Linked DNA regions of Ovis aries: region 1 is linked to region 2. A link is a contact called in public Hi-C data. All regions are on one chromosome and are shown on one strand. The core of a region is the stretch at or near the end of the contact, and the rest is flanking DNA. Distances in the headings are between cores, read along the strand shown. Region 1 has its middle 13 kb from the start of UBE2F. Region 2 holds the start of KLHL30 (kelch like family member 30).

Region 1 (3,232 bases), core at 34-2,533, 140 kb after region 2:
CTAAGGCAATGGAACCCCACTCCAGTACTCTTGCCTGGAAAATCCCATGGACGGAGCGGGTCAGGGTCCTGGGCTGCCACTACATGCTGTGGCCAGAGTTCTGGTTTTGTACCCAGGCTGCCCCTGGTCTGCTTGTGTTTCAGTCTCTCTAGTTTTCCGGCTCCTGCGGGGCTGGGAAGCAGGGGATAGGACCAGCACACGTGGGCCCCACAGGTTCCAACTGCGCTCGTTGAGATTCACCTGCTCCTTGGGATCAGTGCTTCCTGACTTGTCGCTTTGTTGTTGAGTCTTGTTCAGACTTGTTGCCAGTCTCTGGTAGGCTGGTAGGCGGCAGACCATGGGATAGGGGAGAGTCGGACACGACTGAGCGACTTCATTTTCACTTTTCGCTTTCATGCATTGGAGAAGGAAATGGCAACCCACTCCAGTGTTCTTGCTTGGAGAATCCCAGGGACAGGGGAGCCTGGTGGGCTGCTGTCTATGGGATTGCACAGAGTCGAACACAACTGAAGCAACTTAGCAGCAGCAGCAGCAGCAGAAAGGCAATAGTTAACACCTGGGGCAAAGGATATGTGTGCTAAATCATTTCAGTCATGCCTGACTCTGTGGGACCCTATGCACTATAGCCTGTCAGGCTCCTCTGTCCATTGGTTTCTCCAGGCAAGAATACTGTAGTGGGTTGCCATGCCCTCCTCCAGGGGATCTTCCTGACCCAGGGATCAAACCCAAATCTCTCTGCTGCATTGGCAGGCACGTTCTTTACCGCTGGCGCCACCAACCAAAGAGCTTTCTTCCTTTTCTTGGAGAATGGTATTAGAAATCAACATCTGGGTGCTGGGCATGCCCGTCGCTACTGGGGTTTGGACCTGGCTGGAGAAGTTACAGGTGCAGCCCACTGGATACCAGATAGGTTTGCTGGTTTCTCCTTGTCAGAACGGGTCTGCGGTCACAGAGCTAGCAGAAAGCTGTCCTCCAGAGGTCCGGCTGAGAATAGGTAGCCATCAGCTACGAATGGCCAGGCACACAGACACACAGAGCGAGTGGGGCTAGCGGGAATCCTCCAGGGTGCAGGTGGACCCAGGTAAGACGTGGTGAGGGACCAGAAGGTGAGAAGAAGGAATCAGCATGCTGGTGGGCCAGGAGGCATGGAGAGCGTGGCGTCTGTACCAGCGGGACCACAGGGAAACTGTTGCCAGGCCAGGCCGCAAGGCTGCTGAGCAGCCCTGTGTTCTCCGTACATGCTGGGGGCAGAGCACCACCCTAAGGGCCCATCAGAAAGCTGCGCAGGCAGGCGAGCTCCTCTTCATGTGTCCCTGTAGCACCCTCTACTGGGGACTTAACACTGTGTTCACTGGTAGAGGCAAAAGGCTTCAAGAATTCTTCCACCACTGCAGAGCCGGTACTGAAGGGTGAATTTGGAGCTGGGAGGGGATAGATTGATCACCGGCACCAGTCAGGACAGCTCCCTAAGTATTCCTGCCTATTAATCCTAACATGGGCATCAACTGCCCATCAGTTTCAATTCACTGGTTTTGTTCACATCAGGGTCATATTTTCCTGTTTCTCCACACCCCTGGTAATTTTTGCTCGGAAGCCTGATACTGTGAATTTCAAGTTGTCACGTGGTAGATACTCTGTAGTCCTAGGAATATCCTTAGCTTTGTTCCAGGATGCACTTACACCCCATGTTGGAAACAGACAGATTCTCCTGGGTCTTGCTTTTAAGACTTGTTAGACTGGATCAGAGGAGAAGGCAATGGCACCCCACTCCAGTACTCTTGCCTGGAAAATCCCACGGACGGAGGAGCCTGGTAGGCTGCGGTCCATGGGGTTGCTAAGAGTCGGACACGACTAAGCGACTTCCCTTCCACTTTTCGCTTTCATACATTGGAGAAGGAAATGGCAACCCACTCGTGTTCTTGCCTGGAGAATCCCAGGGACAGGGGAGCCTGGTGGGCTGCCGTCTATGGGGTTGCACAGCGTCGGACACGACTGAAGCGACTTAGCAGCAGTAGACTGGATCAGGGGGCTTTCCCAAGTGGTGCCAGCGGTAAAGAATCCATCTGCCAATGCAGGAGATACAAGAGACGCAGGTTCAATTCCTAGGTTGGGAAGATCGCCTGGAGAAGGCAATCTCCAGTAGTCTCGCCTGGAGAATCCTGTGGACAGAGGAGCCTGGTGGGCTACGGTCCATAGGGTCGCAAAGAGTCGGACATGACTGAAGCAACTTAGCATGCAGACTGGACCAGAGCCACGCTCAGATCAGGGTAATTATTTCTGTTACCGAGCTAACCCCCCAGTGTACTCTACCCAGTGTCCCAGGAGTCACAACGTCTTGGCTGGTGGTAACTGGAGATTCCCAGGTTGATGTGAGCTCCAGGCACCATTCCCCCTTTGGCTGGTTCAGCTTTGGGGGCTCCCCACACCTCACACCCGTGTGCTGGTCGGCGCTCTGCAGAACGCTCTGTAGGTCTCCAAGCCTTCCTCTGCGCTCTCGCCTCCCCAGGGCTCTGTCCTGAGAACTCTGGTCTCCCTGGACTCTCAGCTCCATCTCTCAGCTCGGGTCCAGCGGGCTCTGCTTCAGCCTTCCTCTCTGTGCTGCAAGTGGGAGCCTTCCAGGCAGAGAGCCGGGGCCGTGGTGGGGTCCCCTCTCTTGTCACCCACCTCTCAGAGGCTGCTGTCCCCGTTGTCTGGCACGCAGTGTCTTGAAAGCTGTCTTTCGTATTGCATATATTTCGTCTGGTTTTCTCTGTTGGTGTTCCAGGTGGCTGTGTAACTCTGGTCCCTGCGACTGCATTGTGGTTGGTCGGAGTCTCCTAAGAAGCCCAGCAAACACCCAAGTGGAGATACTGAGGCCATAGTTAGACGTATGTATTTGGAGTTGAAGGAAGATGTTCAAGGTGGAAGAATAAATTTGGGAGTCTTTTAGAAATAGATGGTATTTAGATCCATGAGAGGACTTCCCAGGTGGCTGCAGTGGTCAAGAGCAAGCCTGTCAATGAAGGAGATGTAAGAGACGCGAGTTCAATCCCTGGATCAGGAAGATCCCCTGGAGGAGCGAATGGCAATCCACTCCGGTATTCTTGCCTGGAGAATCCCATGGACAGAAGAGCCTGGCGGGCTACAGTCCCGAGGGCCGCAGAGTTGGACAGGACTGAAGCGACTTAGCATCTTGCATGCAGATCTGTGAGAGCAACTGAGATCACCAAGGACTGAGTGCAGATCCACAAGG
Region 2 (2,784 bases), core at 153-2,652:
TGCTGGGTGACCTTGAGTGAGCCACGCCCCTCTCTGGTCCCAGCCTCATCATCTGCAGACTGAGAGGCTGGAGGTGAAAGGGCTGGGGGATCAGCCGTGCCCTCACGGTGCCCCCCATGGACCAGGCCATCCTGGATTTTGCATAAACACTCGTCATTCAGCCCTCATGGGAACTCCGCCAGCCGTCGGCTGCTGTTCCCATCCCTTTAAAGCTGGGGAAACAGAGGCAAAAAGAGGCTCAAGTCCCTTGTCCAAGACTACACATCTCGGGGGTCCCGGGCCCCCGGACCCCCCAGGTAACATGGCACTGGATGTAGGTTGGTAAAGACAAACAACCAAAAGAGAGCAATCTCAGCTCAAATCGCCTGATCCAGCAAACGCACTTCTGGGCTAATTTAACTATGCACATATTTCCTTACGATATTCTGAAATTTTTGCCCTAAGAAAACCTCCCGGAGAAAAGAAAGTTCTGTGCAGCTTGTCTTCCCGCGAGTGACCGACCACACAGCAAGAAGCTGCACCCTGAGACGCCGTGAGTCCACCAGGGGGCGCCTTAGCAGCCAACAAAGCGAAGGCCAGTGCAAAATGCCGGGTCCACCCAGTGCCATCGAAACGACAAAGCCCAAAGCTCCCATACGGAGACCTTGCACTGTGGACGCCCGGGTCCCGTGCCGGCGGCAGGAACGTGAGCAGGGAGGCACACAGAGAACCCACCCAGAGGCCCAAGAACCTGCCTGAGCTCTGCTGGGTCAGGAGGGGTCCCGGGCCCTGGTGGGCGTCCAGCCTGCCTCACCCCTCCCCGCAAGGCCCTCTGGCTGGGGGGAAGGCAGCGCGTCCCTCCCAGGGGAGCACAGATTAGCCAGGCGGCCCCCGCCCCAGGCAGCCGGGGGCCAGCGGGTGGGAGCACCTGGCATCTTCCCGGGGAGCCTCAGGTCATCTGCTGACACCTGCCGCCCTGCAGTCCTCGCTGGGGGCTGAGGCTTCCGGGGGGCTCAGAGCCCCCTGCCCAGTGCCTGCCAGGCCGGGAGTGAGGAGGGCAGAGTGGGCAGGACAGCAAAGGGCCTCAGTCCAGCCCTGGCTGCAGGCGGAGGTGTGGTCCAGCATGCCCCTCACTTCTCCAGAAGGACCTGGAGGGAAGCAGCCCCGCTGAGCCCCCACCCCTGCCCCCGGGGGCTGGGTCTAGGCTGCGTGCAGGTCTCTCCCCAAGGCAGCCAGGCTGGGATCTCCAGGCCCACTGGGCTGTCCACTAAAACACCCCCTCCCCTGCTGGTCCCAGCCCCGGTCCTCACCTCCCCCTTCTGGCTGCCCCCCAATCCTACCTCTCAGTGGGTCTCTGAGAACTCGTCTCAGAACTCGGGCTGGAGAACACGACTGCCCAGCCGGCCAAGGGGCCTGGAAGACCTGCTGGGATATGACGGGGCCGGGCTGGGCTGGGCTGGGCTGGGCTGGCAGCCACGTGGGGACAGAAGGGTATTTTTAGTCTCTGTCAGCATGGGGGGTGGGCGGTGGCCAGTAGGGGGAGGAGAGAGGTGACAGCTCCTCTCTGCCTGTCCTCTCTGAATGGCCATGCTGGCCGGGAGCCTCCTGTGACCTCTGGGCCAGGACAGACGGCAGGAAGCACCGGGGGAGCGGCACGTCTGGGCTCACCCCTTACTCCCAGTGAGGCGTGCTGGCTCTCTCCCTTCTGTTTTTTCATTGGCAGGAGGGGCACAGTGAAGTCTGAGCTGGGGACTCAGGGGCCACACAGAGCCCTCAGTTCAAGGCCAGGGTGTCATGGGGGCCCGGCACGTACCAGCTTTCCTGGGGTTGTTGACAGGAGCTCACATGGCCTCTTATTTTCTACCACGTGGGGAAAAGTGCCCATGGTGAGGAAATGCGGGTTGCTCAGCAAAGACTTCCAAAACCTTGGGCCCCTGGTGCCGGGGAGTCTTGGTGGTAAAGAAGGGGCTCAGAGAGGCGCCTCCCAGGCTGGTGATGGGGGTGTGCAGTCCTCAGGCTCTGTCCGCTTGTATCGCGGTCTTGGCCTTGGGCCTGCCCTGCTGTCTTCATTAGTAGCAATGCCCAGGAAGGCTAAGAAACGGGATGGCCTAAAAATACAGCCGCGGAGGCTCGTGGCCTCCTGGGAGGTCTGGGTTCACGGCAGTCTCAGGGGAACTCCTGACGCCTGAATCTCTGCAGGTTCTGGAGTCACAGGCCCTACCAAGTCTGGGGTGAGCTGGAGGGGCTGCAGGGCATCTCTCATGCCAGGGGACAGAGGGGGTATCTCTCATGCCAGGGGCAGAGGGGGCATCTCATGCCAGGGGGCAGAGGGACATCTCTCATGCCAGGGGCAGAAGGGCATCTCTCATGCCAGGGGCATAGGGGCATCTCTCGTGCCAGGGGGATAGGAGGAATCTCTCATTCCAGGAGGCAGAGGGGGAGTCTCTCATGCCAGGGGGCAGAGGAGGTGTCTCTTATGCCAGGGGCAGAGGTGGCATCTCTCATGCCAGGGGGCAGAGGAGCATCTCTCATGCCAGGGGATAGAGGGGGCACCTCTCATGCCAGGGGCAGAGGGGGCATCTCTCATGCCAGGGGGCAGAGGGGCATAACTCATGCCAGGGGCAGAGGGGGGCATCTCTCATGCCAGGGGGCAGAGGGACGTTTCCAGCCCCAGGCCTTCAGGCACCAGGGAGGCCAGCTGGGGGGCTCTGCCTGTCAGCCCCTCCATCTTGTACCCGCTCGGGCCTCACCAGTACAACCAGTTTCTAGGTGTGCTGGGACATGGAGGAGTCAGGTAGCCAAGGC

The links. A called contact is a pair of places that touch in the nucleus more often than the background predicts.
Region 1: a Hi-C map of hypothalamus shows a contact between it and region 2, with 6 times the contacts expected there. The contact joins the enhancer-like site here to the promoter of KLHL30 in region 2. A contact is called at or near these places in 9 of 16 Hi-C or Micro-C datasets (blood, hypothalamus, liver and 5 more).

The regions. Positions count from the first base shown.
Region 1 is chr1:3,304,933-3,308,164 of ARS-UI_Ramb_v3.0, forward strand. No RefSeq gene overlaps it. Among named protein-coding and RNA genes, the nearest start is that of UBE2F, 13 kb to the left of the region's middle. Within about 2 kb of position 1,284, at least 11 of the 54 cell types and tissues checked have an H3K27ac peak or open chromatin away from gene starts, as enhancers often do. A contact at or near this core is called in hypothalamus, where this site is marked.
Region 2 is chr1:3,164,947-3,167,730 of ARS-UI_Ramb_v3.0, forward strand. KLHL30 (kelch like family member 30) reads right to left here and starts at 1,403. Exons shown (of 8, transcript XM_042244378.2): 1 at 1,320-1,403.